Regions from separate parts of the Sus scrofa genome. Here region 2 is linked to region 1. Evidence: chromatin contacts called from public HiChIP or PLAC-seq data. All regions are on one chromosome and are shown on one strand. Each heading gives the region's core, a stretch centred on a gene start, on an enhancer-like site or on the middle of the called end of the contact. The rest is flanking DNA. Distances are from core to core; before and after follow the strand shown. Region 1 holds the start of ANKFY1 (rabankyrin-5). Region 2 overlaps UBE2G1 (ubiquitin-conjugating enzyme E2 G1).

Region 1 (3,187 bases), core at 473-2,972:
TCTACCCCACCTCTCTGCTCTGGGCAACAAGCTCCATTACGCTGGCTGCCCGCTGTGTTAAACAATGTTCTGTGATTTATCCAAAAACCAGCTGCGGGGGACACCTTAGCTTTCTTTCTGTTCCTTTTAGTCTTCCTCTGCTTTCATACAATATTTTTCTGATGTTTCCTCCTTCAGGGGGTCTAACATGGTAGAAAGAACAGACAAAAAGTGGGTGTCAGTCCCAGGTATCTCTAGAACTCTGGCCTCAATTCCTTTATCTACAAAGGGCAAGGGGAGCTCCTGCTGTGGTGCAGTGGGTCAAGGAGATGACTGCAGTGGCCCAGACGGCTGCAGAGGCTGGGGTTCCATTGCTGGCCCAGCTCAGTGGATGGAAGGATGTGCCGATGCTGCGGCTGTGACACAGGTCACAGCTGCTGCTCAGATTCAATCCCTGGCCTGGGAACTTCCACATGCCATGGGTGCAGACATAAAAAAATAAATAAAAGAAAGTACAAGTAACACACCACACCAGGCCTCCTTCACAAGGTTGCTGCCAAGTTTAATCCAAATAAGAAAAGCCTGCAGAGTGTCAGATGCCCCTAAAATCTAAGATCCAAGTAAAGATGGGTTCAGACAAAGCTTAGCTCAAAACCAATAGGCAGGTGGTGGAACAGTACCATACAGTCACTCAGTAAACATTTAGTCAAATAAGGAGTATTTTCCTCCAGTCATGGGGTGAAAAGGAGAACCAAGTTAGCCTGGTTCGACCCGTCGCTTTAGGGTCCCTGGCAGCTTACCCCCATCTTTGGGCCTCTTCTCCTCCAACCTGTACAAGGCTTTCATGATAAAGGATTCCAATATTGCTAAGTTAAGGGAGACAGAACCTGAGAAGCCGAACTGCCTTTACCTGCAGTGTCATAAAGAGAATGCCTGAAAAGCGAGTAAGGAAAGGACTGAGAGGCAAAGGAGGCGGGGGCTGATATAGCACATCTCTTAAAAGCAGTGTGACCTTGTTCAATTCCTCTACCAAGCAAACCCCCGCCTCCCGTCCACATCTGTAAGCCTGGGGAGAGAATCCCGGCCGGCCCGAATCCCCGGGCTGCTGGGACATCCACAGTCTACAGCGCGCGCCCGCTGGGCGCGTTGGGCAGTGACAGCCCCGGCTCACCCCCACACTCCACCCCGATTAGAGTCCCAAGCTCTTCCGCAGGAGAGGGATGTACCCCTTCCGGATGCGGGACCTGCCAGGACAGCAGTTTCGATTTCCTAAGGAGAAGGGTCACTTCCCCCGCAGTCCCAAGCACCGCCCGTAATCAAAGGACTCTCCCCGGCGGCCCTCCTCAGGATCTCCGCAGCTGCACGCATTCCCGGCAAGGGGCCTCGCGAACTGCGCCGCACTTCGCCGCGGTCCCGTGGGGTCCGGGACGCCAGGAGGGGCGTTGCCATAGGAATAGCGCTCAAGACCCCAGCCCCAGGCGCCCGGCAGAGGCTGGAGAGGAAGGCTCGCGAGACCCGCTGTGCCCAAGCGACCACGCCCGGCCGTTCCTTCCCAGGGCTGCTTCTCCCAACCAGCAGCGCCCCCACAGCTCCGCGCCTTCCCGCGTTGCTCCACAAAAACCCTACCTTCCGCCATGTCGGGCCCGGCCCTGCCTCAGCCTCGCGAGAAGTGCGCTGCTCAGGCGGGGCGGCGCGTAACGGAGGCCCCAGGTCTCGCGAGAGTCCTGAAGCCCAGGCTGAGGGCGGGATCGAGATTAGGAAAGAGCAGTGAATGAAAGTGAAGGGCGTATCTGGACACAGGAAGAAGAACCCAAAGCCAGTCTCCCCTCACCTAGTACTTTCGAGCCTCCGGACCTATCAAGCATTGGCTGGGTTCTGTCCTTTTCCAGGCCGTAGGCAGGGCACTGAAAAGGTTGGACGCAGCGAGCACAGACTATTCTTTGGGAAAACTTGGCTGTGAGAGGATCGAGAAAGGGATTTTCTTGGTTTTTAGGTTTATTTGTCAAGCTGTGAGAGGCTGAGAGAAAAGAGCCAAAGAATAGGGAAAGGCTTTTAATGAAGGTTCAAGGTCCCTGCGGAGGCGGGATGCCCTGCAGGCGAACGCAGAAGGAATTTAGGAGAAGGAACTGTAAATTACAGGCAAATCACCGTTTTCTACTAAAACGTTAGGAAACAAGAACATGCATGCAGATAGATGTGAAGGAGGGAAGACTCTCTGGACGATGGCTTGATGACATCAATTTTGTGGTTGAAGTTCATGGGCAAGGGAATCAAAAGAGAGTGAAGAAAATTTGGGAGAGGAATCAGAAGAAGACCTTCCAAAGGCCTGGGTTCAAGTGTCTCCTGTGGATGTGGATGGTTCACGTTTTTTCTAGCAGAACTCAGCCACCTGGCTGCAGAAGCAGAGAATATGGTTTGTAGCTTTTGCCCAGGGCTTGGGATTTATTGCCAAAAGGAAATCGAGAGTAACTGTGAGAATACAGCTCCAGTGCAGACTGGATAGAGCCATAAAATTGCAGGTCTCTATACTATTGAAGACTAGGGCAGTGTAAACAAGGTTATGAGAGCCTTGTGTTAGGGCAGTAAAATGAAGTTCCTAAGTTAAATAGTATTAGGAGACAAAAAAGTAGTCTAGTACAGAGCCATGGAATACAGTAGTGGAAGTGAAAGTGAGAAGCAAGAATTAAATAATGGAATTTATTATTACCAGGTGCTAAAATCTTTAGTGAATGCGGGGATGACTTTAACCAAAAAGAGGGCTAAATATAACTGAATAGCATGAAACCTTTCCAAACAGATTTTTACTCAAAAGGAGAATCAAAAGAATGCTGGTTGTACCCACTCCTAGAAGCATCAGCAGTTAAGGAGTGCAGGGGAAGCGGTGGCCTTAGAAAAGAGCCAAGAGCAAGAGATGGTATGTTGAAGGAAGGATCTGAGAACAGGATGAGGGTGTCAGAACAGAAAAGGCAGAGGATCTGAAGTTGGAAAATTGTTAGGTGCTGCCGGGATTAAGCATTACTGAGTAGCAAGGTGAAATGGAGAGGGAATTTGGGGTTAGATCATGGAAACGGGGGTCATAGGGTTAAAATTTTGAGCAAGAGGGAGGGATTCTGGCTGAGACACACCTCGGAAGTAGAAGGGGAGGGAGTATTGAAATGACTAAGAACAATGATGTGCTCAGGAAAATAGTTCCTGGAGTTCCTATCAT
Region 2 (3,187 bases), core at 339-2,838, 100 kb after region 1:
CAGCAAGTGTAAGAGGCTGCATTCTATCTCCTTAATGTATTGAGTTACTTAACAACTCATCCATCAAAACCGAAAAACAAAAAACTCATCCAGGCATGACCCTACTACCTGTTTTGTATTTCACTACCTGAAAGAATTTACTGACATTTCACACCTGATGTCTGTGCACTTTGCCTTCTGAATCTTTTAGGAAAATGTTCCATGAAGCAATTTCCAGCATTAACCTGCAGGTGGTCCCAGTATTAATACTGTTCTATTCAGAGAAATATCTATGATCTATGTGTTCTGCTCTGCTTTTAGAATTTTTTATTGAGGTATAAATGACATATTAATTTCACTTGTACAGCATAGTGATTCAATATGTGAATACACCAAGATTCCCACAATAAGTCAAGTTACCGGCCATCGCCACGCATAGTTAACAAAACATTTTTCTTCTTATTGTGAAAACTTTTAAGATTTATTCTCTCAGTAACTTTCAAGTATGCAATACAGTATTATTATTATTACTACTATTATTTTGTCTTTTGCCTATTTAGGGCCGCACCCATGGCATATGGAGGTTCCCAGGCTAGGGGTCGAATCGGAGCTACAGTCACTGGCCAAAGCCACAGCCATAGCAACAGCAGATCCAAGCCACGTCTGCAACCTACACCACAGCTCACAGCAATGCCAGATTCTTAACCCACTGATCAAGGCCAGGGATCGAACCAGCAACCATGGTTCCTAGTTGGATTCGTTTCCGCTGCGCCACGACAGGAAATTCCCCCCGTGACTTATTTTACAACTGGAAGTTTGTACCTTTTGATTCCCTTCATACTCCCCCAGACCCATGCATTGAATTTTGAAACTAGAAAGCTGTTTTGACATTGATAGGAGAGTTTTAAAGGAGTGACATTGACAGCAGGCAGAGCAAAGTGGGTTGCAGGCTGAATGCAAGATGGAAAAATAGAGATCTTCGTGTTGAGTGCTTATTTGAGGTTTGTGGTCATGAACTGAAAATGGAACCCGTAGGTCCAGATGAGTAATTTTGGGGGGTGAGTGGGTAATGTTCGGGTGCTAAGGTTCAGGCATGAAAAAGTCTGGGAGTTGGGGTACATTGACAGTTAGGAGCTAGCCAGTTAAGTGAATGGAGTTTGAGATGGAAATAGGCAGGCAAGTTTGTTGAGGGCATGTGAAGAGAGTGCCTATAGTAATGGACTCTTCTCTAACATGAGTAAAGAAAGAAATCAGAGTTCCCGTCATGGCTCAGCAGGTTAAGAATCCGACTGGTATCCATGAGGACTTGGGTTCAATCCCTGGCCTCAGCTCAGTGGGTTAAGGATCCGGGGTTGCTGTGAGCTGTGGTGTAGGTCACAGAAGAGGCTCAGATCCCTCATTGCTGTAGGCAGCCAAAAAGAAGGAAATGAAAACAGAAAGGAGATGATGAATACTGTAAAAGTGATTCAAATAATGAGGTCTTGATGAGGTTGAAAACTGTGTGGTGTGGTCACTGAAGCAAATGGGCTAGAAGGGTAGGAAGTGGTGGTCAGGGTGGGTGGCTTGAAATTCAGAATTCAGTTGAAGTAAGGTTATGGGTGGTGAGCTGTTTCCCTGTGAACATGAGAGAGGCTGGTGGGGAGGGGCAGAGAGGAGGTCAAGGAGGTGACAAGAGTACTGGCTAGGTCATCCATGTGGGTGACTAAGTTCCCCAGGATGAGCGTTGGAGTAGGGGTGAGGGGAAAGGCTGTGAACCAGGAGGCAAAGTCACCGATGAATGGGTCCAAGGATAATAGCAATTAAGAGAATAATAAATGCTACAGTGGGTGGCATTGACCTCAAAGAGCTAGAGTTTGGGAAGAAAAAGGAGAAGAAAGGTTGGGAAGCAGCAGTGAGGAACCGGGTGACTCTGTGAAGCCTGCTGGCCCCGAGATCTATGAAATGTGAGAGAAGACATCCTTCTCTTGAGAGGGCTGAGGAACCTGAGTCCTTAGCAGAGAGCCAGGTTCAGATAAGGCCAGGAGGTGGGCAAGTGTCCCATGGGCACCTCAAACTACCCTGATCAGAACTTACTAGGGGAGGTTGGCGCGAGATAAATTAGGAGTATGGGATTAACAAATACACATTACTGCATATAAAATAGACAAACAACAAGGACCTACTGTATAGCACAGGGAAATATATTCAATATCTTGTAATAACTTATAATGGAGAAGAATCTAAAAAATGTTCTTTAATATTCTTTTTTTTTTTTTTTTTGTCTTTTTAGAACCACACTCAGGCACATGGAAGTTCCCAGGCTAGGGGTCGAATTGGAGCTGAGGCTACCGGCCTACACCGCAGCCCCAATGCCAGATCCGAGCTGTGTCTGCAGCCTACACTGCAGCTCAGGGCCATGCCAGATCCTTAATCCACTGAGCAAGGCAAGGGATCAAACCACTGTCCTCATGCATACTAGTCGGGTTCGTTACCGCTGAACCACAACAGGAGCTCCTTCTTGAATATTCTTAACAGAATCACTTTGCTGTCCACTGGAAATTAACGCAATATTATAAATCAATTTTACTTTAATCTCTGAAATGGTTAATAATAGGGAGTTCCCTTGTGGCCTAGTGGTTAAGGATTTGGCAATGTCACTGCTATTGCTCAGGTTCGATCCAGGCCTGAGAACTTCTACATGCCACCAGGAGGCTTAAAAAAAAGTTAATAATAATAATAATAATAGGAGTTCCTGTTGTGGTGCAGTGGAAACAAATCCAGCCAGTAACCATGAGGATGTGGGTTTGATCCCTGGCCTCGCTCAGTGGGTTGAGGATCTGGAGTTGTCATGAGCTGTGGTGTAGGTCACAAACACAGCTCAGATCCAGAGTTGCTGTGGCTGTGGTGTAGGCCAGCAGCTGTAAAACTCCAATTCAACCCCTAGCCTGGGAACTTCCATATGCCGCAGGTGTGGCCCTAAAAAAAATAATAATAAAAAGAATTTACTGGTGTTCCTGTCGTGGCTCAGCGGAAACGAATCCAACTAGGAACCAGGAGGTTGAGGGTTCGATCCCTGGCCTCGCTCATTGGGTTAAGATCCGGTGTTTCTGTGAGCCATGGTATAGGTCACAGACACAGCTCAGATCCCACGTTGCTATGGCTATGGAATAGGATGGTGGCTACAGCTCCAATTGGACCTCTAGCCTGGGAACCTCCATATGCCATGGGA

The links. HiChIP or PLAC-seq counts read pairs in DNA pulled down with a chosen protein or histone mark.
Region 2: a contact with region 1 is called in an H3K27ac HiChIP or PLAC-seq map of alveolar macrophages. The contact joins the enhancer-like site here to the promoter of ANKFY1 in region 1. A contact is called at or near these places in 1 of 5 promoter capture datasets (liver), 3 of 47 Hi-C or Micro-C datasets (heart right ventricle, liver and skeletal muscle) and 2 of 2 datasets of contacts at active chromatin or transcription factors (alveolar macrophages and skeletal muscle).

The regions. Positions count from the first base shown.
Region 1 is chr12:50,250,139-50,253,325 of Sscrofa11.1, forward strand. It overlaps ANKFY1 (rabankyrin-5), which reads right to left and starts at 1,723. Exons shown (of 25, transcript XM_013981229.2): 1 at 1,606-1,723. The coding sequence starts at 1,615.
Region 2 is chr12:50,351,698-50,354,884 of Sscrofa11.1, forward strand. All of the region lies in intron 1 of UBE2G1 (ubiquitin-conjugating enzyme E2 G1), which reads right to left. Among named protein-coding and RNA genes, the nearest start is that of UBE2G1, 15 kb to the right of the region's middle. Within about 2 kb of position 1,589, at least 2 of the 83 cell types and tissues checked have an H3K27ac peak or open chromatin away from gene starts, as enhancers often do. A contact at or near this core is called in alveolar macrophages, where this site is marked.